Linked DNA regions of Mus musculus: all the other regions are linked to region 5. The links are chromatin contacts, called in public HiCAR-type and promoter capture Hi-C maps. All regions are on one chromosome and are shown on one strand. The core of a region is the stretch at or near the end of the contact, and the rest is flanking DNA. Distances in the headings are between cores, read along the strand shown.

Region 1 (4,696 bases), core at 1,283-3,782, 2.3 Mb before region 5:
GCCTAGGCTTGGTGGCACACACCTTTAATCCCAGCACTTTGGAGGGAGAGGCAATTGTATCTCTTCAAGTTCAATAACAGCCTGGTCTCCATAACAAGTTGTTGTCTCAAACAACAACAAAAATCTGCTTTTCTTGCTATCTTTTCTTATTTTCCATTTCACACAATCACTGGTAATCTAGTTACTCAAGCCATTCCAAAGACATCACAACCTCTACCTTATGAGAGACCACCCCATCCTTGGACATTTGGCCCAGACTAATTTGAAAGTGTTTAGGCCACTACAGTTTTGATACTCAAGCTGAGGTTGGCTCTCTGTAATGTGGCCCCTCACCTGTATGCCATCTCAACATACTCACTGGTTCACCAACTTGCTGTTTGTGGTCAGCTTTCATCTGTCTTTGTTCCCTATCATGGCCCCGCATAAAAGGGACACATTAGACGATTTCATTATTCCTGATTCTGAAGGATGAGGGCCCTTGAAATGGCTTCATGATCATCAACTGTTTCAGAGTAAGAGTTGACATCTGTAGTTCACCCTGATTCTGCATTCCTGTCGCCAAAGCTTTCTATCGACTGTGTAAATCATAGTCACAGCAGCAGAAAAGATTTGTGAATGGTGCTTGAGACAACTGGGGACATGCTAGCCGTATTTGGGTCAGATACCAAACAGGTATTGAAATGTGATGCCACAGTACTAATAGTTCTCCACTAACTGTAGACATGGTGTTTATCTCGGAATTCTGATTTATTTCTGGTCCTAAAAGTCTAAACACTACCTTAATTACAACACAGAAAATTGCAAATCTGACTTCAAGGAATGCCTGTAAAAATGCACAGATCTATCTAGCTCTTACCTCATCTGCAAGGAGTCAGAACTCTTCCATGGAGGAGGCTAGCTAGGAACTGCTTTGAACAAGTCACCCAAGTGATTTCATAATTAGGTAGTTTTGGGGAAAAAAAAAAAAAAAACATCTACATCAGGGTTACAATAATACAAACCCACTAGCCCCAGAGAGGAAATGGTTTGGAAAGAGGCAACACGTGTGGTGGATGACTCAGGCTTGGCTCAAGTCTGAGTTAGGAAAGCTACCTTGTAACCAGGAAAGGTTAACTGAGCAGTTAGCTCTTGAGCGAGCTAGAATCCTTAGCTGCACTGGCAGTACACTGGCAGTACACTGTTCCAGGACCTACTTTGCTCTGCTTCACTTTCCCCAACACTATCTGCAAGAAGACTTCCTCTGAAGATTCCCTGATAGATGTTTATCTGCAGAAGGAATCCAAAGGATACCAGATGGGAACAAATTACAGGTGCCAAGCTGCTACCACAGGATCAGGATAGAAGAGATGAGATTCTGAACAGGTTTTTTCCCCTTCCGGAACAAACACAGAAATCCAACCACTTACCCAACCTGGAGAGCCTCTTCAGCAAGCCAGCTTCTCGAATGGCAGCTGGACCATATTCCACTCCTAGCTTCTTCTGTGAATCATACAAACCCCACAGACATAAGAGAAGGTGAGGAAAGGAGCAGAAACACTTTGACACAGAAATCTCTGCTGCTACCCGGAGCTCCTAAAAGACTCCTCTGCAAACCTTTCACAGCATCAAAACTTCTACTGTAGAAGGCTGATCGTTTCACTAAATGCTTAATGGGCGGAGGGAAGATTCTGTTCTTGAAAGCAAATCAACCTTCTGAGTCCCTCACTGAGAGCCAGACCAGGAAAGTCTCGGATCAGGAAAGGGCTCAGTGAGCTTTGATCCGGTACCTGTATCTGGCAGAACGCGGCACCTAGCTTCCCCATCAGTGAGTGCGCCCTCCGCGACAGCAGGTTCCTTTCATTGAAGGCAGAACAAAGCCCCTTCGTCCCTCCCGCAGTTGCAGAGACCGACATCAATTTCTTTCCAGGTTAATGCTCTTTCTGCAAGAATAGAACCTGAAGCCTGCCTTAATCCCCGGTCACCGTCTCTAACCTCCTCTCCGACAATTTCTCAACGATCCCGGTTTTGCCTTCTCCAGCTCCTCCATGGAATCCTCTCTCTTTTCCTTCCTGTCATCACCCCAAAGCTGGAAATGCCCACTCTCCGTCGTCCTGGAGGCCGCAGATGCTCGCTTCTCGATGCCCACTTCCCTCCCTCTCGATGCCCAGTGCCCTCTCTCACCCCCTTGCCTTCCATCAGTCCCTCATCTCCATCTGGGTCCAGGAAAACCCAACGTGCGCTCCACGTACCCGCCATGGGATCCCGCGAGCTCTTCCCCCCGTTTTTTCCCCCCTCCTCCCTCCTGGCCCCAAGAAACTCTCTAGGCTTAGTGTCCCGTCAGCTCGGGTCGCAGCTCTCACCTGTCCCCGAGAGAAAGGGGCTCCGACTATAGCTACAGAGTGGACGGATCTCGTCAGGACGCAAGGAATTTGCCCGTGGAGGAGACGGGAGGCGCTGCTCCTCAGGAACATGATTGGCAGGGAGGGGATTACCCTAGGAGAACCGGCTCGGTGCAACTCAGGACCTCGAGTGAGTGCAGCCTCCCACAGCTTCGATGCTTCACTAGGCGAGCGCACCGCCCTGTGACGTCAGCATCTCTCGGACACGCCTCCAACCAGCCCCCGGCGCACCTTCTCGGAGGACTACAGCTCTCCAGGGCCTGGGACGCGCCTGCCGTTAAGTCACCATTGGACCTGTCCTCTCTTTCCCTGGACACGCTCCCCCCGCCCCCGATGCCTAAGCCACCAAGGCGGATACCATAAAGCCGCTGATCAGAGTGGCACCTGTGTGGTTTCCCGGGAAGCAGCGTCCCTGCCAGGTTGGAGACCTCAGTGGAACTTGAGAACTTGACACATGTACCCGCCCCAGGCGCTATCTCGGCTGAAGAGTTGGCACTGGCCGTGGCCTGCCCGCACCCGGGGTCATCTGCTAACCCACACCAAGTCAGCATCCATCTGCAGCTTTCTATCTCAAAGCTTAAAATCCTAGAAACATTTACCCCATCAGTGTCCTCTTGAGTCTGGCTTTTTAAAAACTCACCTACCTTGGATCTTTGGGGAGAATTTAGAATTTACCAAGCAATTACTTTCTAGATTTTTTTTTTAATTTTTTTAAACAAAATTTTATTTCCTTTTCAGATTTTTTTAAATGTGTATGAGTGTTTTGCCTGTATATATGTTTGTGCACCACAGACATTCATGGTGCCCAGGGAAGTCAGAAGTGGATATAGGATTTGCTGGAACTAGAGTTACTACAGACCTTTATGAGCCACCATGTGAGTGCTGAGAATCAAACCCAAGCCCTTAGCAAAAGTAACAGATGCTCTTAACTGTTCAGCTACCTCTCTGGGCCCCTGTTTTCAGTTCTTTACATGAACAATAAGAGCACTGGTTACTAGAGGCCAACTATATCAACACATTCTGATCATTCTAAATTAAAAGGAGGCTGAAACAAATCCAAAAATATCAAGGAGCTTTTCATGGTTTTAATAGTAAATAGTGGCTGATGGCCCTGCAATTACGGACACACATTGCTCTTGCAGAGGACCTGGTTTTTGCAGAGTTTTATGCATAGCCATTAACCCCAGCTTCTGGGGAATCCGATGCTTCTTGCCTCCACAGACACAGCAAGCTAGGGGAGATAGAAGGATCTGCATTCTTTGTTGTAAGCACAAGTTTACAGTATGATAAAATGGACATATTGAGTGTTTCATACAGTGGCAAGATTGTCTAACACTGTACTCTTAACTGTGACTCTGTAGCCTGCTGTAGTGGCTATTCCTGGTTGTCAACTTGACAATATTTGGAATGAACTACAATCCGGAATTGGAAGGCTCACCAGTGACCCTTATCTGGAGGCTTGGAGATCCTTATCTGGATCTTGGTTTGAAGATCTTGAGCCGTAGTGGCTATGGATTCCAGAAGATTGAATCTCCGAGTTAAGGAACACACCTTTAATCTGGGCTATGCCTTTCATCTGGGATTAAAGGTGTGGTGGAACACACCTTTAATCCGGGCTACACCTTTTGCTGGAGACAATATAAGGACATTGGAAGAAGGGAGTCTAGCTCTTGCTCTTGCTCCTTCGCCTGCTTGCTGCGTGAGACTGAGTAACTGCTAGATCCTTGGACTTCCATTCACAGCTGCGACTGAACCATTGTTGGGAATTGGGCTGCCGACTGTAAGTCATCAATAAATTCCTTTACTATTTAGAAATTATCCATAAGTTCTGTGACTCTAGAGAACCCTGACTAATACAGAAGTTGGTACCAGGAGTGGTTCTAGAGTAACAGAAGTACAAGGATGAATCTTTTAAAATACTGGAATTGGCTTGTTGATCCACCAGCACTTTCAACTATTGAAACCTCTCCAGATTCTCTCCCTCCTGGGAGCTCAGAGAATTTTGAAGACCCATGGTTGAAACTATATTCCGAACTTAAAGAAGCTAATGCCCTTGATTTTCTTAATGAATTAGGTGATTCAGTGCACAAAGCTTTCTACAAGATGGGGAAAAAATCGAAAAATGATTTTACTGGCTGGCTGCTCTTAGTATCTGTGGAAAAAATGATGAATGAAAGGAAGGAGTTGTGTGATAAAATCGAAAGGCTCCAGACACAAGTAAACGATCTAAAAGTTGCTAAGTGTGTCCTTGAGGAGAATCTTCTCTCTTGTAGCAATAGAGCTCAAGTTGCAGAAAATCAAACAGAAACTCTCATTGT
Region 2 (4,555 bases), core at 401-2,900, 2.2 Mb before region 5:
GCACCCGTACGCAGTGATGGAGGGGATTCCCACACCTAAACATCTACACGAATAAAACATTCCCCAACCTGTAAGGAACACAGATTTCAATACATATACACAGCCTTGTAGAGATAAGGAAAATAATTAGGAGAGATGAGTTGGATGTGGTGACGTGTCACCAGCACTAGACAGGCTGCTGAGGCAGGAGGGCTGTTGAGAGACTCCGAAAAGAAAGGTGGGGGAAGGAGAAAGAGACAAACAGAGAAAAGAAATTTAAAAAAGAGAAAAAAGAAAAAGAATACACCATTAAGAGTGGATTGAGAGGAACACAGTTCTCTCTACTGCTGATGACCGATTCAGTCAGAAGGGCAGCACACTGGTTTAGGCTAATTGTTCATTTCCCTAAGTTTGGGACCACAGGGTTAACAATATCACAAAACAGCTCTGAGTAGGTCCCTTAGGCAGCTAGGGGAAGGCAAAGGACAGTATCACATGTGGAATCTAGAAGGCTTACGTTTGAGTCCTGTCTCTACGTGACCTTTACAGTCTTTCACTATAACCTTGGGCAAGACACAAGTTTTCTGAGTCCCAGTTTCCTCCTTCACAGAGAAAGGTGAATGGATTGTTGAACTGAGTGGCGACTATTTGCACCGCACAGTGTCCTGAACAAGACAGTCCAGAAAGTCTGGTGCTGAGGATTGATAGCTACTACATTGGGGGTGGGGGGAAGGGTTACTTATTTCAAATAACGATCTTTCGAGCATTCTCCTGGAACCCGGAGTTTGTCAATGTCAGTAAGTTTTATGAGGCGGATTTACAGTAGAAGCTGATTGAAGATCCTGACAGGGAGGAAGTATGCTGAAGGAGCAACAGGGAGAACATTCTATTTCCACAGGGTCTCGCTACCTCTGCCACCCTCCGTGGGAGACGTATTCCTAAGATTGCTAGGACACAAAGCCCCTGATGTCACTCAGAGTCCAACCTGTGTTCTTTTCTGCTTGGCAGGACGCCGTCAGTATGAGTTCAGCTTGACTCCTAGGACTCCTAGGAGAGACATCCAGCAATCACATTAACAAGCAACCTAGGACAAGCTGCTGAGAGGAGCGGAAGGGTTGAGCGGAGAGCACCGGGTTGGAAGGAAGCCTGCACGTACATCCCGGGGCCTTCCCAGGAGCAACTGGATCAAGCCGGTCCCAAAGAGCAGGACCTACTGCGGGAGGGGCAGTCACCGCCTCCCAGTGCGGGTGTCCTGGAGCTCCTGGTTGCCTGCGCCCGTCCCACGGCTCCCAGGTAGAGAGGCACCTGCTCCAGAGTTGCCCTCCCGGCCGCGAGGAGTCAGCCCTGTCCGTCCCGCCGGACGCCCTCTCCCAGCGGCACACCCCCCGGCCCTCCCCGACCCGCCCGGCTCACCTGAGTGAGCTGCCGGGAGTCCCGCCGCGACCCCGACCGCCACGCGCGCCTCTGCCCCACAGTGGCTCTCCCCGAGTGCGGAGAGGCCCCCGGGTCTCCGCTCCCCCGCTGCAGGGGTCGCGGTGGGCGTGGCGGGCCGAGGTCGGAGCCTGGAAGGTCCCCGGAGCTCCGCACAAAGCCCGCCCCAGCGCTGGGAGCAGCGCCGCGCCGGCTGTGTCCGCACCGCGCTCGCTCGGCGGGCAGCTCGCGGCCAGGCACAGGAAATGACCTCAGCAGCCGCAGCCTCCCACCGCGGGGCGCGGCCGGGGCCGCCTGGAGGGCTGGCTGCGCGCTGCGACCCCCAGACAGCGTGGGATCCCCGGCGGGATGCTCACCAGACTGGACCCTCCCTCCGCGGAAGGAGGTCCCAGCGAGTGTCTAGCCACCTGTAGGAAAGTCCCACCTGGTTACTGGGAGCGAGCAGTCTGCACAACTGATTTGGAGTTGAGAGAGAGAGAAGGGGGAGCGAGTCACTACAGCTCTAGGAGAACCTGTTTGTTTGTGTTTGTCTTGCTTATTTTAAAGGCGACAGCCAGGGAGCCAGAAGGGCAAGGAGCCCTGGTTTGCAATACCTAACTCACACAATAACAATTATACACCCAGAGGGAGTGGGACACTAGATGTTTGGTTAGGGGACTAGATGTTTGGTTAGGGGATGGGGCTGAGGAAGATGCAAATGAAATGTAGTTAGGAAGGAGCTTCTTCTAAGTGGGCGGCGGAACTCATGAAGGAGGTCCTGGGTTTAATTCCCAGCACACAAAATGAATGAAAGAAAGAAAGAAAGAAAGAAAGAAAGAAAGAAAGAAAGAAAGAAAGGAAGGAAGGAAGGAAGGAAGGAAGGAAGGAAGGAAGGAAGGAAGGAAGGAAGGAAGGAAGGAAAGAAAAGGGGAGGGGAGGGGAGGGGAGGGGAAAACAAAAGCTGCCTTTCCCAATTCCATAAACTGAACAGAAACAAAACACCCCGGGGCCTAGAATATTCACTCCAAGCACTCACCGAGAAAAATCCCCAGCCCCACCCCAGGTTTAAATCTGAATCTGGGGGTGGGAAGGGAGAGGGGAATTGCCCACGGAGCAAACCTCCTTAGGCATTCTCATGCACGGTTTTGAAAGCTCAGGAACTAAGGAAGGCAGTTAAATTGGGTGGGTGGGACTCCAAGTGACTTTATAGGCAAGACCTCTGGGTTTTGTGAAGGGGTGACACTTCCATACACTTTGAATAGGCAATCTTGAGCATGATATGAATTTCAAATTCAGAGGGCTAATAGTGGACACTAAGACTTTATCCGTTTTTGGCAGATCACCCCTACCCAAATGCAACTATTGTCATTATATATATTATGTATATGCATATTCATATATGTATTTATATGCATCTGTCTATATCCATATATATATGTATTTACAAACACCTTTTTTTTTAATTAATTAATTTATTTATTTATTTATTTTTTTTGAGACAGGGTTTCTCTGTGTAGCCCTGGCTGTCCTGGAACTCACTTTGTAGACCAGGCTGGCCTCGAACTCAGAAATCCGCCTGCCTCTGCCTCCCAAGTGCTGGGATTAAAGGCGTGCGCCACCACGCCCGGCTACAAACACCTTTTAATGCTAATTAAGCAGCCCTTCTTTTCACTCCCTCCCCGCCCCCCTTGAGATAGGATCACAGCAAGTATCTCCCTGGCTGATCTGTAACCCACCTTGTAGATCAGCCTGGCCTTGAACTCACAGAGGTCTGTTGGCCTCTACCTCCAGAATGCCAGGACTAATGATGTATGCCACCACACCCAGCTTGCTTTTTATTCTTGACATTATTAATTTGTTGACGCTAAGTGTGATGTATTAAAAACCTTACATTTGTAATAACAAATAGTTGAATTTTAGATGGTTAGCTTGTTGTTACTAGTGACCAGACACTGAAGGATAGAGCTCCAGAGGTGAGAAGAATGTCACCATGTGCCTTGGCTTCAAGGATACCTTAGGGTACCTTTGGGAGGTGAGGATAAAATTCAGTCTGGACCAATTTGGATCCTTGGTGGTGGCAGAGTTCTCCTATTAGCAGCAATGGAACATGAGCAGAGGCCATTGACAAATGGCCTCTTATCAATTCCTAAGGGTGAGATACTTTAAATGGCTGAGGCCAAATCAGCTAACTGCTCATGTACCAGCAAGCAGGCACAAAATAGTCACCTACCCTACTTAAAGGCAGGTCAATAGTTGGGCTTATCTGATTCATTCAAAGGCAGCAGGGCCCAGATAGTCTTCCTGGCTGATTCTGTGTCATGAAACCACTTATTTCACTGAGGAAAGAGTATTTCCTCTCAAGCACATTAAGACCTAGCTAGTGTTGGGCATATATTTTGATGGCCTTGGAAGTGCTTATCTAACCAAGCTCTGAAGTACAGATTCATGACTAGACCATTTCAAATGCCAACCTCACTTCTGGGGTAGAGGAGTCTGTTTGTATACACACACTAGAAAGCTGAGGCTGGAGTGTTAGCCAAGTCCATACAGAGTCGTCGGTATAATTGTATCTTAGTCTGGTCCCAGGTTCCTGGATAGCACTGTGGGAAAGAAGAGGAACCTGAAAACCGGAGAGACTTCAGTTCAAATCCCCACTTTGTTACTTTAGTGGTCATGTGACTTTCAAGAAGTTGCTGGGTCTTCTGGGTTAATTCTTCCTTTGTAAAGCGTTGTTAGTAATAAATTCTCTAGGAAGAATTAGTTGAGGGAGGGGCTGGAGAAATGTCTCCCAGGTCAAGGGTACCTGAATCCAGTTCCCATCACCCACATCCTCTGGTGACTCACAACTGGCTGAAACTCCAGCTTCGGGGAATCTAACACCCTTCTCTGACCCCCTTGGGCACCCATACACATGGCATACACATGACATTAAAAACATACATACACATAAATAGAAATTAAAAATAAACCTGAGGGGTTGGTGAGATGGCTCAGCAGTTAAGAGCACTGACTGTTCTTCCAAAGGTCCTGAGTTCAAATCCCAGCAACCACATGGTGGCTCACAACCACTCATAATGAGATCTGATGCCCTCTTCTGGTGCATCTGAAGACAGCAACAGTGTACTTACATATAATAATAAATAAATCTTTGGGCCGGAGTGAGCTG
Region 3 (4,526 bases), core at 902-3,401, 2.3 Mb before region 5:
AGAAAGTAGAGATAGCCTCAATTTACTACGATTCTGCTTTATTTGGAGAGCTTTTATCAAAAGCAATGCAGACCAAGGGTGTCAGGAATCCCTCATGTTCCCATCACTGGTTTGGAGGATGCTATTCTAAGGGAGTTTGCCATTTCCTCGGGCTGACAATTATATTTTAAGCTTGAATATGTAAGACTGACAGGACCACAATCTTTAACTTCTAATATTTGTAAATTAATAAATTTATGGGTTTGTTCTGACCAATAAACGTATTTTAAAATTAGTTTATGGGGATATTGGAAAATTTTTGACAATGCAGTGATTAATTAAAATAATATTTCACTTAATTTATATTCACTTGTCAATGAAAACAAAGGTTCTTTTCAATTACCTTGTTTTTAATTCTAGATTATAACTGTTAGAATTAAATGAAAGTAATTGTAGCTTAAAGAAAACACAGTTATGCAGTTATTTCCCATTCTATTGGATGCCTGTGTCCCAGAATCACTATAGTACACCTAAAATGCAAGTGTCGTTAATTTGGTTTGTGATCACCAGACCAATCATCAAATCATTTTCTACTTACGTGACACCGACCAAAGGTCACTGTTTCCACATCTCTCGGTCTTGGCAGGAGCTCCTTTTTATATCTATTTCTGCGACAGAAAGATAAGACTTGGGGTTGAAGAAATGTCACAGTTCTTTGGATCACACACAACTCTTAACAGCATGGCAGGCAGCCCACCTGTAACTCCAGCTCCAAAAGACCCAACACCCTCTTCTGGGCTCCACAGGCAGGGCACTTGCCCTCACATGTGTTCATACATATTCAAGTATAAATTTTTTAATTTTATGTTTTTTGGGCATGGTTTCTCTATATGGTCTGGCTGTCCTGCAATGTGCTCTGTAGACCAGGCTGGCCTCGAACTCAGTGATCCATCTGCCTCTGTCTTCCAAGTGCTAGGATTAAAATTGAACAACAACACTCTTGAACTACCTTTTAATTTTATAAGAAAAATATTAAGACTTCGCACCACTGCTAACAACATCAGACTTTGTCATCCCTGCACACTGCGTTTTGTTTTTATTTTTTCATTGAATTTAACGGTTGGTGGATTCAAGCTTGTAAAACCCAGGGCTTCAAAGACAAAAATCACCAGGAACCCACTCCCACACACACCTTAGAAGATGGACTATAGGATTTGCTTATGCTAGATAAGTGTTGTACCCCTCGGTAACACCCTTTTATATATATATATATATATATATATATATATATATATATATATATATATATATATATATATTTCCATGTATAAATATTGAATCACCACGAAAACTTTTGTGAGTGGGCCCTTTGTTGGAAACCCTGCCAACAGTATACACAGGGGTTTATATCTATGGAAGGACAGAAAGGACTTCGTAATTGTTGATATATTTCACATAAGGGCAGATAAGATGGGTCTGTCTTCCACACCAAATCATACATTACCCAAGGGCAGAGACAAAATTACTTTGATCAATATATAACTTTGGTTTATCAAAATGTCTATTCTTAACATGTTGTGAATGAGAACCCGGGGCAGCCTAATGGTCTGGACTGGTTCAGCCGCTAAAAGCTGTGGGTATTCTGGGATCACACTGCCCATTTTCCGGTTCTGAAAACATGTGACCCTGGCCACTTAATCTCTCCACTTTTATTAGAGTTATACCATCCGAGGGTAGGCAGGCCTCTGCTCATCTATCTAGGGCTGAGACTGAACATTTAGACGGGATATGAAGTCAGGTGGCAGAAGGAACTGCGATGACAGCGAGGGGCGTGTGCTAGCCAGTCTGCGCAACACCGCTGGCACTCCGGGCCCTCCCTGCACGGCCGTCCTCCCTCACTTAACTACAATTCCCAGTATGCACTGCAGGACCGGCGGGCCCGGATGAGGCGGCCGAGGCGCCAGTCCCGCGGGCTCCCTCGGGCCCTTCCCTTTGGTACCTCCTCTGTGCCCACTGTTTGTCTCCAGGTCGGAGCCACCGGCTCGTCTTGGCGCGAGACCGCGCCCCTGTAGTAGCTGAGTGTCGTCCCCGCCCCGGCTTCTTGTCAGGCTTTGGCGCCCGGCGCCCGTGCAGTGACAAGCAGGGGGAGGGCGTCCGGCTCCGAGGACCCCGGAAGCGCCTGATTCCGGGAGGCCGAGGTGCGGCTGCAGTGATGGCTTCGGGGCTGGGCAGCTGATTGCTGAGGTGGGAGTGGGCCCAGCGCCCGGTGGCCGCAGCTCACGCGCAACCTGCGCCATGGCCGCCTCCGCCGCCTCCTCCGAGCATTTCGAGAAGCTGCACGAGATCTTCCGCGGCCTCCTTGAAGACTTACAAGGGGTGCCGGAGCGGCTGCTGGGGACCGCGGGGACAGGTGAGGCGGGGGCGGGACCAGGCCGGGAGGACTCCGCAGGGTGCAGGATCCCAAACACCGACCCGGGGCTCCCCGCTTCCCCTTTGGGCACGCCCCCTGCTGCTGTCGGGCCCCGGACGCCCAGGGTGTGCTGCCTCTTGTGGTGACTGGGGGCGTGCAAAGGGATAGACATTAGGATGTCCTCTCCTAGCGAGCCTTTAGTTATCTTCCTCTCCCAGTAGCATAGGGCATTCTTCAATCTGTGCTCCTGTGACAAAACAAAAAACAAAAACAAAAAACAAAAAAAACCCTTAATTTGGAGTTGGGCATGTAGGAGTTTGGCATTTTGGTAGGCAATGAAATTTTAAAAATAGTTGTAACCATGGAGATTAGCTTATATGTGAGACAGTGGCGGGAGGTGAGGGGAGGAAGACAGCTACATTGGAGAGGAACCGGAAGTCTCACATTTAGACTTTTTTGACGTACTAGGGTAAATCCTTAAGGAACATAAGCAGCGGAGTAATGTGGATTTCATTTTAGAAGCAAGGCGGCGGATAGCTGGATAGAGGATGTGAGAATGGCTATAAGAGACTGTGTTAGGAGCTTCTATGACAGTTGACTGGGTAAGCATGCGAATCTGGAGAGTGAGCATTAAATCCAACAGGTGGTGCCGAGATTTATGAGACTGGTGGATGTGAGGAGGAAGATTGAGAAGGGGCCGTGTCTTCTCACGTGATCAGTTGAATGAATGAACTTAAATAAGAGGCGCATACTCGTTTGAGCTGGAGATGAGAATGTCTACCTGTGCATTAAAGATAACAGTGTATGACAAAATATTTTTCTGCCATTCAAGAGATTGCCAGTGGTGAACACTTTTAATCCCAGCACTTGGGAGGTAGAAACAGAATCTCAGTGAGTTCAAGGCCAGCCTGGTTTTACACAGCAACACAGAGTTCCAGACCAGCTAGATTCTTCTATCTTGAGACTCTATCAAAAATTAAAAAAAAAAAAAAAAAAAAAGGAAGGAAGGAAAGAAAAGAGTTCTAGAGTCAGATTATCTAAGTTACATACACCTTTTATTAGCTATGTGACTTTGCAAGTTATTTTAACCAAACTAGTTTCCACTATAAAGTAAAACGTAGCATCTGACTTCATGGAGTTTTTGTGGGGAGTAAATGAGATATGTAAAGCTATTAAAAACACCGTCTGGCAACAGTAAGAGCTACCAGCTATTATTAATATGTGTTTGTTGTTTTATTTAGAAATATTAGCTCTCTACACAGTTATTCTTAGGATGCTCTTTTTGCTTGCTTGTTTTTGTTTTTTTGGGTTTGTGTTTGTTTTTCAAGACAGGGTTTCTCTGTGTAGTCTTGGCTGTCCTGGAACTCTCTCTGTAGACTAGGCTGGCCTCAAACCACCTGCCTCTGCCTCCCAAGTGCTGGGATTAAAGGCTTGTATTGCCATTGCCCAGCCTCAGAACACTATTTTCTAATGTACTCATCACTTTGCATATTTATGATACAGTGTATTGTTTTTGTGTTACTAGGAAAGTAGTTTGGAATTGTAGTCTGTGAATCAGCCCATCAACACCATCTGGGAACTTGAGAACTGCACATGCTCAGGCCCCATTCTGACTCACAGAATCCAAAGCTTACGGCAAGCAGTCTGCCTTAACTACACTCGAGGGATTTCTAGTGCTGGCTTAAGTTTGAGAGCCAGTGAACTGGAAATGAAATAGTATTTTTGTTTGTTGTTTGTTTGTTTGATCGTTTAGCATGTGTCCTAAACTCCCTGGAACAGTACACAGCACATCCTAGGTATCTGACAAATATTTACTAGATATGTTTGGGGTGGTGGTGCATACCTTTAGTAGCACTTAGGAGGCAGAGGCAGGGAATCTCCATGAGTTCAAGGCCAGCCTAGAGTACACAGTGAGACCCTTTCTCAAATAAACTACATATTGTATTTGTTAAATTATTGTAAAAATCAATTTTTGGTTGTTAAAGGTCTTAGAAGGTCTATGAGGTCTTAGAAGAAAGTACCTGGGTATTGAAGCAGAATAATTTCTCTTTTTTTTTTTTTTCACATTTTCATTACTCTTCATATTGATGTATATACATTGGTTAAAACAACCAGAGTGAAAGAGATACTTATTTCC
Region 4 (4,498 bases), core at 588-3,087, 2.4 Mb before region 5:
GGCCTTTAACTTGGAGTTATAAATAAGACTTTATCATCGTTAGAAATTAATTTGCATGGACCACTTTTTGGTTGGGCAAGGTAGTGGCCAGCTCATAGACAAGAATTGAAAGGTCATGTGTCCAGAAGCTAAAAATAGTCACCTGAGCAAGCAGAGAAAATGCTCCTGAGCCAGGGCCAATGGAGACATTCCTTGTCAGATAAAAACGCTATCAGTCTAATCTCTAGACTTCCACGGGTCAGCTTCCTCCTCTGACCCACATTGGAATCACATGGGTGATACACATTAGAGGACTCAATGGTCCTGAGCCCTATGGCTCCAATAGTTACTATAGGAACTAGCAGATAGCATCTGGGTTGACACATTAACTACTTCCCTCTCAGTTGTCTTTTTTGTTTAGAGAGAGAGCATCCTGAGTGACTTTCTGGCACTTTATTATGGATTTTATTTAGGCCATTGGCACACAGAGAAAGCTTTCTTGTTGAAAACAAGACCAGAGAGTCTAGAATACTTCCTGAACATCACTGGATGGCAGACACTGAGCTAGACACTTTCTATACACTGTCTTTTCTTGATATTTTCTACATGCACTGTCTAGCCTAGGCTAGACTTTCTACACCCAATATTTAGACTAGGCTAGACACTTTTCTACACTCATGAGGTCTATCCCAGGCTTGATTTTCTATACATTTTCTGTCTAGGTTTAAACACTTTCTGCACCCAGTCTACCTCCATGCTAAATAGTTTCTGCACTCACTATCTTTCCACATTTTCCATACATATTATCTTTCCATATGCCATTTATATTAATTTCCCCTGCCATTTCAGTATTACTTCTATATTACAAAAACAAACACACACAAGCAAACAAAAAAAACCTCTGAAGCCCAAAGATGTTTAAGTCATTTCTAAGGGTGGCCGGGACCAAGTATGACACTTTGACACTCTGTCCTCAGTATGCCTATCTAACCTTCCTTTGGGGTGGGGGTGGGGTCAGGTCAGGGGGCAAAGGTTCAAGACAGGGTCTCTCTGTATAGCCCTGGCTGCCCTGGAACTCGCTCTGTAGATCAGTCTGTCCTCTAATTCAGAGTTCTTTCTGCTTCTGCTTCCTGAGTGCTCGGATTAAAGGCACGTACAACCACACCTGGCTCCTAACCTTTCTAATCATCAACAAAATTTAAAGCCCCCACATAGAATAGCCATTTCTTGGCACCTCCACAAATCCCCAGTGAATCATTTCCAAAACACTTCTTGAGAGAAGTATCAAGGGAAGAGAGTTTGCTTCCTTTCCAGAGTGCCTAAGACTTGACAAGGAGTCCCTTAACGATGAAGTCCCCATGACACTCACCTCATCTAGGGACAGAAAAGAAAAGGAAAGTGTCAGAGAAACCTAAAGGAATCAGAGGAAAGTGCCACAGGACTCATCTACTCCGCCTTCCTCCTTCCTCGGCATCCGAATTCAAATCAGCCCCACCTCCTCCCACCCAGGTGCTTCCTTCTCGTTTTCTGCAGAGGCATCCAGAACCCCTCCTTTCCTGTTTTTAATGTACTAATCTCGCCTCCGCCACCTTCCCTCCTTCTTCTTTTAGAAGTCAAAACCATCTTCGTAAAGTATCTTTGAGTTGCTGGATTAAAACAAACCTGATGGATGGAGCTGTCAGATACAAGATGGAGAGGAAGGACGTAAGCAGTACCAAGATAAACAGCATCTTGTCAACTTTCTTAGTTGCTGCTTCCCACCCTCAACCTAGCCCGAGGATCCTTCTCTGGCTCCAATTCCTGGCAGCTTCTGTTGGTTCTTGGTTCCTCTCACTCTGGGACACTCAGCAACTGGCTGGCTTAAGCAATGCCCAGAATCTTACTTAAATCCGAGAGCCGCCAGAGCACAGCCTCCTGGGAGTTGTAGTCCTAGAGGGGTGGGGCTTAAGGAAAGATTAGGGCTTCACCTTATATTGGCAGTGAGAATTTGGCAATACTGGAGTTCCTCCTCAACACGCTATTTTCAAGATAGAATATGTTACACATTATCAGCAGGCTTCAAAAAAGCCAGGCATAGTGACAACGTCTTATAATCAACGTATTTGGCAGGCTGAAGCAGATGATCACTTGAGTCTGTAGTTCAAGACTGGCCTAAACAACATAATAAACTGTGTCAAAACAAAACCAAACCAAAAAAAACAAAACAAAGAAAAAAGCAAGCATGCGAACAAACAAAAAAAAAATCCTCCAAGTCCTAATGATGCTTGAAATATGTGTGATTAAAAATGGAAGAGAGATAGTAAGAAGGATGGCTAAGTAGGTCAAAGCACTTTCCATGTGAGCTTGTTGGTATGTGTCCAATCCCCAGGATCCATGTAGAAGTCAGATGTGGCAGCTCAGGCCAGAAGAGTGGCTGCCGTCTGTAACCACAGTAGTCCTACTTCAAAATGGAAACTGGAGCTCAAAGGCCAGGTAGCCTCGAGGAAGTGGAACTGCAGGATCAAGAGGTAGGTACGCACAAACCTTGCTTCGAAGACAAAGTAAAAGGAGTGACCTGACTTTTGAAAACTTGTTCTCTAATCTCCATATGCATGTCCCTACAAACCCCAAAGTAAATTAACAGGGCAGGGAAAGTGGCTCAGCAGGTATCAGCAATAGCAAACAGGCACAGTGACCTGAGTTTGGTTCCCAGGTCCCACAGCCAACTCTCCAAGTGACACTGTGACCTCCACACATGCTGAAGCCTGTGCATTCCTGCACTCTCATGTATATATAACCAATTAAATAAGTAAAAGTTAAAAATAAATAAATGGAAGAAATAGGGAGTGGCTGAAGGTCCTGTGGGGCTGGCAATGTGCTGGTCTTTGATCTTCGTGCTAGTACACAGGTGTGCTTACTGTGAACAATCACTGAGTTGGGCGCTTTTGATTTGGGCATTTTGTGTGTGTTCTTTACATTACACTTCAGTGAAGTTGACACACCCAACGACATGTCAAGCAAGAGTAGAGTGTTTAAGTATTCTCGAGCTAGACTCAAATTCCTGACTCAAATCCCAGCTCAGCATCCTTCAAGCTTCAAGGTCCTGGGCAAGTTATTGAGTCTTTCTGCTGCCTCAGTTTACTTGATTATCCAATGGGAGTGATTATCAGTTGCAAGTCTCCACATGGCCACTCGGGCCACTCACCTCAGATGATTCTCAGGTCAGGTGGACTCAGGGGAGGACACAGCAGTGGGACAGCAGCTTTGTAAAACAGAGATGAGGGGCTACTCTCTGATTTGACCTTTGGTGGTGGTTTGTCAAGTGGAGTCACACAGCTGTGGCCGATGTCACCATGGTCTAGAACATTCTGTAAGAACAGAGCCTACAGAATAAGAGCAAGTGTGAAAACTGTAAATGCCTCTTCCTCTTCTTCCACTCCTCCGCTTCCCCCTCTTTTCATCTTCCAATGACATATCCTGGCATCCAGATGAGAAAAGTAGGAGCCTAGCATGGCCCCCAGTGGTTTCCCCAAAAGATCTTTTGTACAATAATGTGTCCATTTCTAGTCAGGAGCCGTTTGCTGCCACACTCAAAACTGTCCCAGAATGAAAGAATGTTTTTTTGTTTTTGGTGGTGGTGGTGGCAGTAGTGGGTTTTTGTTTGTTTGTGTTGGGTAGGGGAAAGGTTTGAGTCAGGGTCTTACCATATAGCCCTGGTTAGTCTGGTACTAGACCAGGCTGATGTCATATTCATAGAACTCAGCCTGCCTCTACCTCCCAAGTGTAGGATTAAAGGTATGTTATGCCATCAGACCTGCTTGTATCTTGTTTATTCAATAGTAAGTCTTTGTTTCTCTTTTTTCTTTTCATCTTTTTAAATTTTATTTTAAATTATGTATAGAGAAGATATACCCACGAATGCAGGTGTCCGCAGATGCCTTTGGATCTCTCTGGTACAGGAGTTATTTACAGTGGTGAGCCACCCAGTGTGGGTGCTGGGAGTTAAATCAGGGTCTCCTGTAATAGCAGTGCTCTTAACCACCACTGAGCCATCTTTCCAGCCTCTCTTCTTGATCTTAAAGGGTAAAATATCTCATCAACTTTCTAAAATAAAAAAATTGTTTGCTTTGAGGGCAAACTGTGATTGACTTCCTCCTATAGCATACCTGTAACCTGTAGCAGTTGTCATTTGGGGATTATAAAATGGTAAAGGACTGTTCTGTATACTGCAGAGTGTTTAGCAGGATGTCTGGGTTCTATTCAGTAAAGTGCCTAAGCACTACTCCTGTGACAATCAAAAATGTCTCGAGACATTGTCAACTGCTCACTGTGGGGTACAATCACCTCCCCAAGTGGGAAATGCTGTCCTTCAGGTTGTTGGGCATATGGGAGAATCCTGGTGTGAGATGTTGGGTCTGATGCTACAGAGTGAACACAGAGCCTCATACATGCTAACTGCATTCTCTAACACTGAGTCACAGCCCAGCTCTGGTAGGTGTGATAGTGAAAGGATTTGAGCACAGCAAAGTTTCATTTAGAT
Region 5 (4,348 bases), core at 1,698-4,197:
GATCTTAGTTCATCATTGGAGGAAGTCGGGGCCGGAACCTGGCGTCATGAGCTGATGCAGAGGCCATTGGGTGCTGCTTATTGGCTTGCTTCCCTGACCTGCTCAGTCTGCTTCCCCATAGATCCTAGAACCAGCAGCCCAGGGATAGCCCCACCAGCCCAGGGATAGCCCCACCCACAATGGGCTGGGCCCTCCCCCATAGATCACCAATTGAGAAAATGCCTCACAGCAGGATCTCACCGAATCTTTTCCTCAACTGAGGCTACTTCCTCGCTGATGACTCTGGCTTGTGTCAAGTTGACACACAAACCAGCCGGTACATCTTCCTCCTAACTGCAACTCTTCATCCTAGACTTTTAAAATGTGAGCTGGAGAGCTGCAGAGATGGCTCAGCAGTTAAGATAACTGACTGCTCTTCCAAAGATCCTGAGTTCAATTCCCGGCAACCACATAGTGGCTCACAACCATCTGTAATGAGATCTGATGTCATCTTCTGATATGTCTGAAGACAGCTACAGTGTACTCATATACATTAAATTTTTTTTTTTAATGTGAGCTGTGATACTGACATAAAACATAAGACTATCATACCATTGGGCTTGTATCTGACAGACACTCTACACTGACCTATCAGGACTTAGCATCCTCCCCAGCCCTGGCCTTGGCCTGGCTCTTTTCAGAGCATCCTGTGTCCATTTTTTTATTGCTCGTAATGCCTACTCAGAAGTTAAGTTGTTTTATCCTTATAGGAACCAAGCAAGGAAGGAACTTCAGCGGTCTACTGAAAAACAGTATATATAATAGACAACAGATCAGAAAACTCACGATGAGATGTTAACTCTCAACACAGATGGTTTTGTAAGTGACAGACTTAACTCTGATTCTGTTTTCTTCATTAGCATCCTGTATACCCTTATCTGCTAAGTCAGCGTTTCTCAACCTGTGGGTCATGACCACCCTGTCACAGGGGTCGCCTTAAGACTATTGGAAAACACAAGCTATTTACATTATGATTCATAACAGTAGCAAGATTACAGTTGTGAAGCTTTTTAAAACAGCTTTATGGTTGGAGTGGCCACAACATGTGGAACTATAGAACTATAGTAAGGGTCACAGCTTTAGGAAGGTTGAGAACCGCTATTCTAAGTCAGATCAGTTAAAGATATAAATGGTGTACGTGTGTGTGTCCTGTTTAACCCTGTAACTTCAAAAGAAAAGGCTTGTAGTTGTCTTATCAACTACAGAAACACCGCTCTACCCAAGTAGTAGAGGCACATGTTCTAGCCCAGAACTTGAGAGGCAGAGGCAGTCAGATCTCTATGAGTTCGAGGCCAGCCTGGTCTACGGAGTAGTTCCAGGCAGCCAATGCTACACAGAGAAACCCTAGCTCGAAAAAACAAACAGACCAAAAAACCCCAAATTGCTCCAAACCCTGCAAAGATTCTGAAGATTTTGTCACTGATGAAAGATTTCTTTGCAATGTTTTATAAAAGTCTTCTGTGGGACACAGTTAACTAGGTTAGAGAGCTGAAGCCAAAAAGTTCCCTTTATTACCCTAAAGCCCACAAGGCATTGACTCAAAGATTAAAACAGTCCCTCTGCTACTAGGTGAATAACCATGTGTCCAATCCCTTGTTCTGTTATGAATCTTTAGGGCAAGAGAGATGGCTCAGTGGGTAGAGGTGCTTCCTATGCAAGCCTGCCAACTTCAGTTGGATCTTCCGAACCCACATATTGTGTGTCCTGGTATCAACACGTACAAACACATGCCATACACACATTCGCACACATAAAAACTGAAATTTTTATACAGTCATTATTTGCTGCTAGTTTTGCCTAAATAGAGGCTCACAGCTTTAAGATAAGATGAAGCCGGTCCCTCCACAGTTAAGCCTGAGTAGTGATCTTAGTAAGATCTTATTTTAGTAAGTGGCTGAATGCCTATTCCTTAGCGACAGGACTCATCCTGACCACTTCTAGTAACAGATGGGTAAACAGCTCTACAACAACCGATTTGGGAACAATTCCAAATGGAGAGTGAGAAAAATGTAAGCTATCAACTCACTACTCACACCTTAAAACACTTTTCAAAATGGCATGTCTGGTACACTCTAGGCCTTAGTGAATCACAAGCAGTTCAAACTCCATACTTTTTTGTGCTTTCCGAACTATACAGTTTTCCAGTCTGTCTTGCCCAACCAGGCTCTTGCCTAGGGGCTGTTATCTTTTTCTGTATTTCCAGCGTTCAACAGCAAGTGCTCAAATGGTTACCCACCACGAGGTAGGCCTCAACCTGACCCAATAGGTCAGAAATTAAATCGATTTAGGGATGACATGACCACAGTCCGGCCGTTCGATCCCCTAGATGTCCGGAAACTGCGAACATGTGAAGAAAAGTGAGCGGTCGGTCCTAGAACCTCAAGACATCTAAACAGAACGGAGCGGACTACCTGGTCCGCCCAGGCTGCTGTGGACTCCAGACACGAAACAAGATCCTTTACAACGTCCGAAGCAGAGAGATCAGGGGTACTGTCCTGTTCTCCAAACCCAGCCCTGACAACAACCCTCTCCTACCCAAGTAAGCCCCGAAAACGCTCCACTCGGAAGCCCCAGTCTGGGCGCCTAGAGCTCGGGGGCGGGGGCGCAGTGCACTACGGGAGTTGTAGTTCCATGGAGAGTTTTGCCCCGAGACGGGCTTACAAAAGGGACTCCTACTCCCAGAAGGCCCCGCGCGGGCGCCTCGCCCAGTCCTGCCACCTCACCTGTTCTATGGATGTGACTGTTTCCACTGAGTCGTCTTGCAACCGCTCCCGCACGTGCTCAGGTCTCAGACTATACAGCGGTTCTGACCAAACAGGGGAGGAAGATGGAGGACAATAATAGGTGAAGGAACTCGAAGAAGCCATGATCGGGAGAGCTGCGAGCGCTGTATAGGACTCAGCTTCATCCAGCAACAACGCGCATTGAAACTCGAGCGGGCTAAGGCGCTACGGAAAGTCCGTAGAGTCAAAAAGATTTTGAACGCGAATCTCTCCTCCCACCTACACATCTTCAAGAAGTGAGTTACTGGGATACTGCCGCCCCCCGTCGGACAGATGAGCTGCTGCAGGAGATCAGCTTTCTGGAGAAAGGAGATCTAGGATGCCTCGGTTCGTTATGCAAATAATAAAAAAGAAAACGTCAACGTTTCGCTCTCGCCTAATTGTAATGCAGTAGCTTGCGATTTCAGCTGTTCAAGAACCCTAAGAATGTAACCTAAAAAAAAAAAAAAAAAAAAAAAGCATTTCTGACATCTCTCTTGAGTACCTCAGTCACGCTATTAACTAATAGAATTACCATGCACCTTTGGGTCCTTGACAGCCTCTTAGGAGAAGCCTCAGCTTTTCTGTGCATTAGCAGAATTGCAGGTCTCAATACTCAGAGATAGAGAAATGTAGTACTGTAATTTTCTCCTTTGGAGGTTACAGTGCAATGGCAGAAACTAAAAGAAACTAAAATACCATAGAAGAAATGAGTGTAAATGCATCATCCAAAGAAATATCAACAAATATTCATGGAGCTCCTGCTACTTGTTCCGTGCCAGAGCCCAGGAATGCAGAAGTGAACAAAATTACAATGCCCTTTTCCTTAGATTACATCTGAATTTCATTTTTGAGGAATAGGCAGAATTAAATAAGTGAACATAAATATTTGACAGCTTCCAATTATGGTATGACAGAAAATAATAATAGAGTCAGGCCTGGACGGGTGGCTCAGCAGGGGCTGCAGCGCCACAGGATTCCAAGCAGCCACCTGGAGACTTACAGCCACCCATAACTCCAGGTCCAGAGGATCTGACGCCCTTTTCTGGCCTCCACAGACAACATACACACAAGTAATGCACATGTGCACATGCAGGCAAAATACCCATACACGTTTTTAATGTTACTGTTTCATATATATATACATACGTATATATTTGAAAATGATTTTTTCATGCAATATATTCAAATCACAGTTTCCCTCACCCAAATCCTCCCAATTTCCCCATCCACCCAACTCCACATCTTCTCTCTCTCTCTCTCTCTCTCTCTCTCTCTCTCTCTCTCTCTCTCTTCAGAAACAATTAAACAAAAAAAGGAAACAAACTAGAACTTTAAAGAAAAGAGAAGGCACAGTAAATACAGGCTCACACACAGAATGAAATTTTTCGAAATTAGAAAGGAAAGAAAATAAAAATGTCTTTGAAACTGACAGAAGAAACTGAGTTCTAATTAAATTTGGTGGCTGAGCCAGACCCTTCTTTCTTTAGGTCTCTTAAGCTGAAAACCAAAGTAGTAGCCATCTATAACAAAACAATGAAGGACAG

What was found. Promoter capture Hi-C pulls out the DNA fragments that hold promoters and counts their contacts. HiCAR-type assays count read pairs that join an accessible place to other places.
Region 1: a contact with region 5 is called in a HiCAR-type map of astrocytes, with 3 times the contacts expected there. The contact joins the promoter of Arg2 here to the promoter of Fntb in region 5. A contact is called at or near these places in 3 of 39 promoter capture datasets (hippocampal neurons, liver and pre-B cells) and 2 of 115 datasets of contacts at active chromatin or transcription factors (astrocytes and embryonic forebrain).
Region 2: a promoter capture Hi-C map of embryonic stem cells shows a contact between it and region 5, with 7 times the contacts expected there. The contact joins the promoter of Plekhh1 here to the promoter of Fntb in region 5. A contact is called at or near these places in 1 of 39 promoter capture datasets (embryonic stem cells) and 1 of 115 datasets of contacts at active chromatin or transcription factors (astrocytes).
Region 3: a promoter capture Hi-C map of hippocampal neurons shows a contact between it and region 5, with 4 times the contacts expected there. The contact joins the promoter of Vti1b here to the promoter of Fntb in region 5. A contact is called at or near these places in 2 of 39 promoter capture datasets (hippocampal neurons and liver) and 1 of 115 datasets of contacts at active chromatin or transcription factors (astrocytes).
Region 4: a promoter capture Hi-C map of pre-B cells shows a contact between it and region 5, with 4 times the contacts expected there. The contact joins the promoter of Rdh12 here to the promoter of Fntb in region 5.

Annotation. Positions count from the first base shown.
Region 1 is chr12:79,128,624-79,133,319 of GRCm38.p6, reverse strand. Arg2 (arginase type II) reads right to left here and starts at 2,532. Exons shown (of 8, transcript NM_009705.3): 1 at 2,340-2,532; 2 at 1,407-1,479. The coding sequence starts at 2,450.
Region 2 is chr12:79,026,258-79,030,812 of GRCm38.p6, reverse strand. It overlaps Plekhh1 (pleckstrin homology domain containing, family H (with MyTH4 domain) member 1), which reads right to left and starts at 1,650. Exons shown (of 29, transcript NM_181073.3): 1 at 1,393-1,650.
Region 3 is chr12:79,170,083-79,174,608 of GRCm38.p6, reverse strand. Vti1b (vesicle transport through interaction with t-SNAREs 1B) reads left to right here and starts at 2,151. Exons shown (of 6, transcript NM_016800.3): 1 at 2,151-2,389. The coding sequence starts at 2,275. It overlaps Rdh11 (retinol dehydrogenase 11), which reads left to right. Exons shown (of 7, transcript NM_021557.6): 7 at 1-376.
Region 4 is chr12:79,206,252-79,210,749 of GRCm38.p6, reverse strand. It overlaps Rdh12 (retinol dehydrogenase 12), which reads right to left and starts at 1,837. Exons shown (of 7, transcript NM_030017.4): 1 at 1,642-1,837. The coding sequence starts at 1,709.
Region 5 is chr12:76,836,066-76,840,413 of GRCm38.p6, reverse strand. Fntb (farnesyltransferase, CAAX box, beta) reads right to left here and starts at 2,947. Exons shown (of 12, transcript NM_145927.2): 1 at 2,763-2,947. The coding sequence starts at 2,906.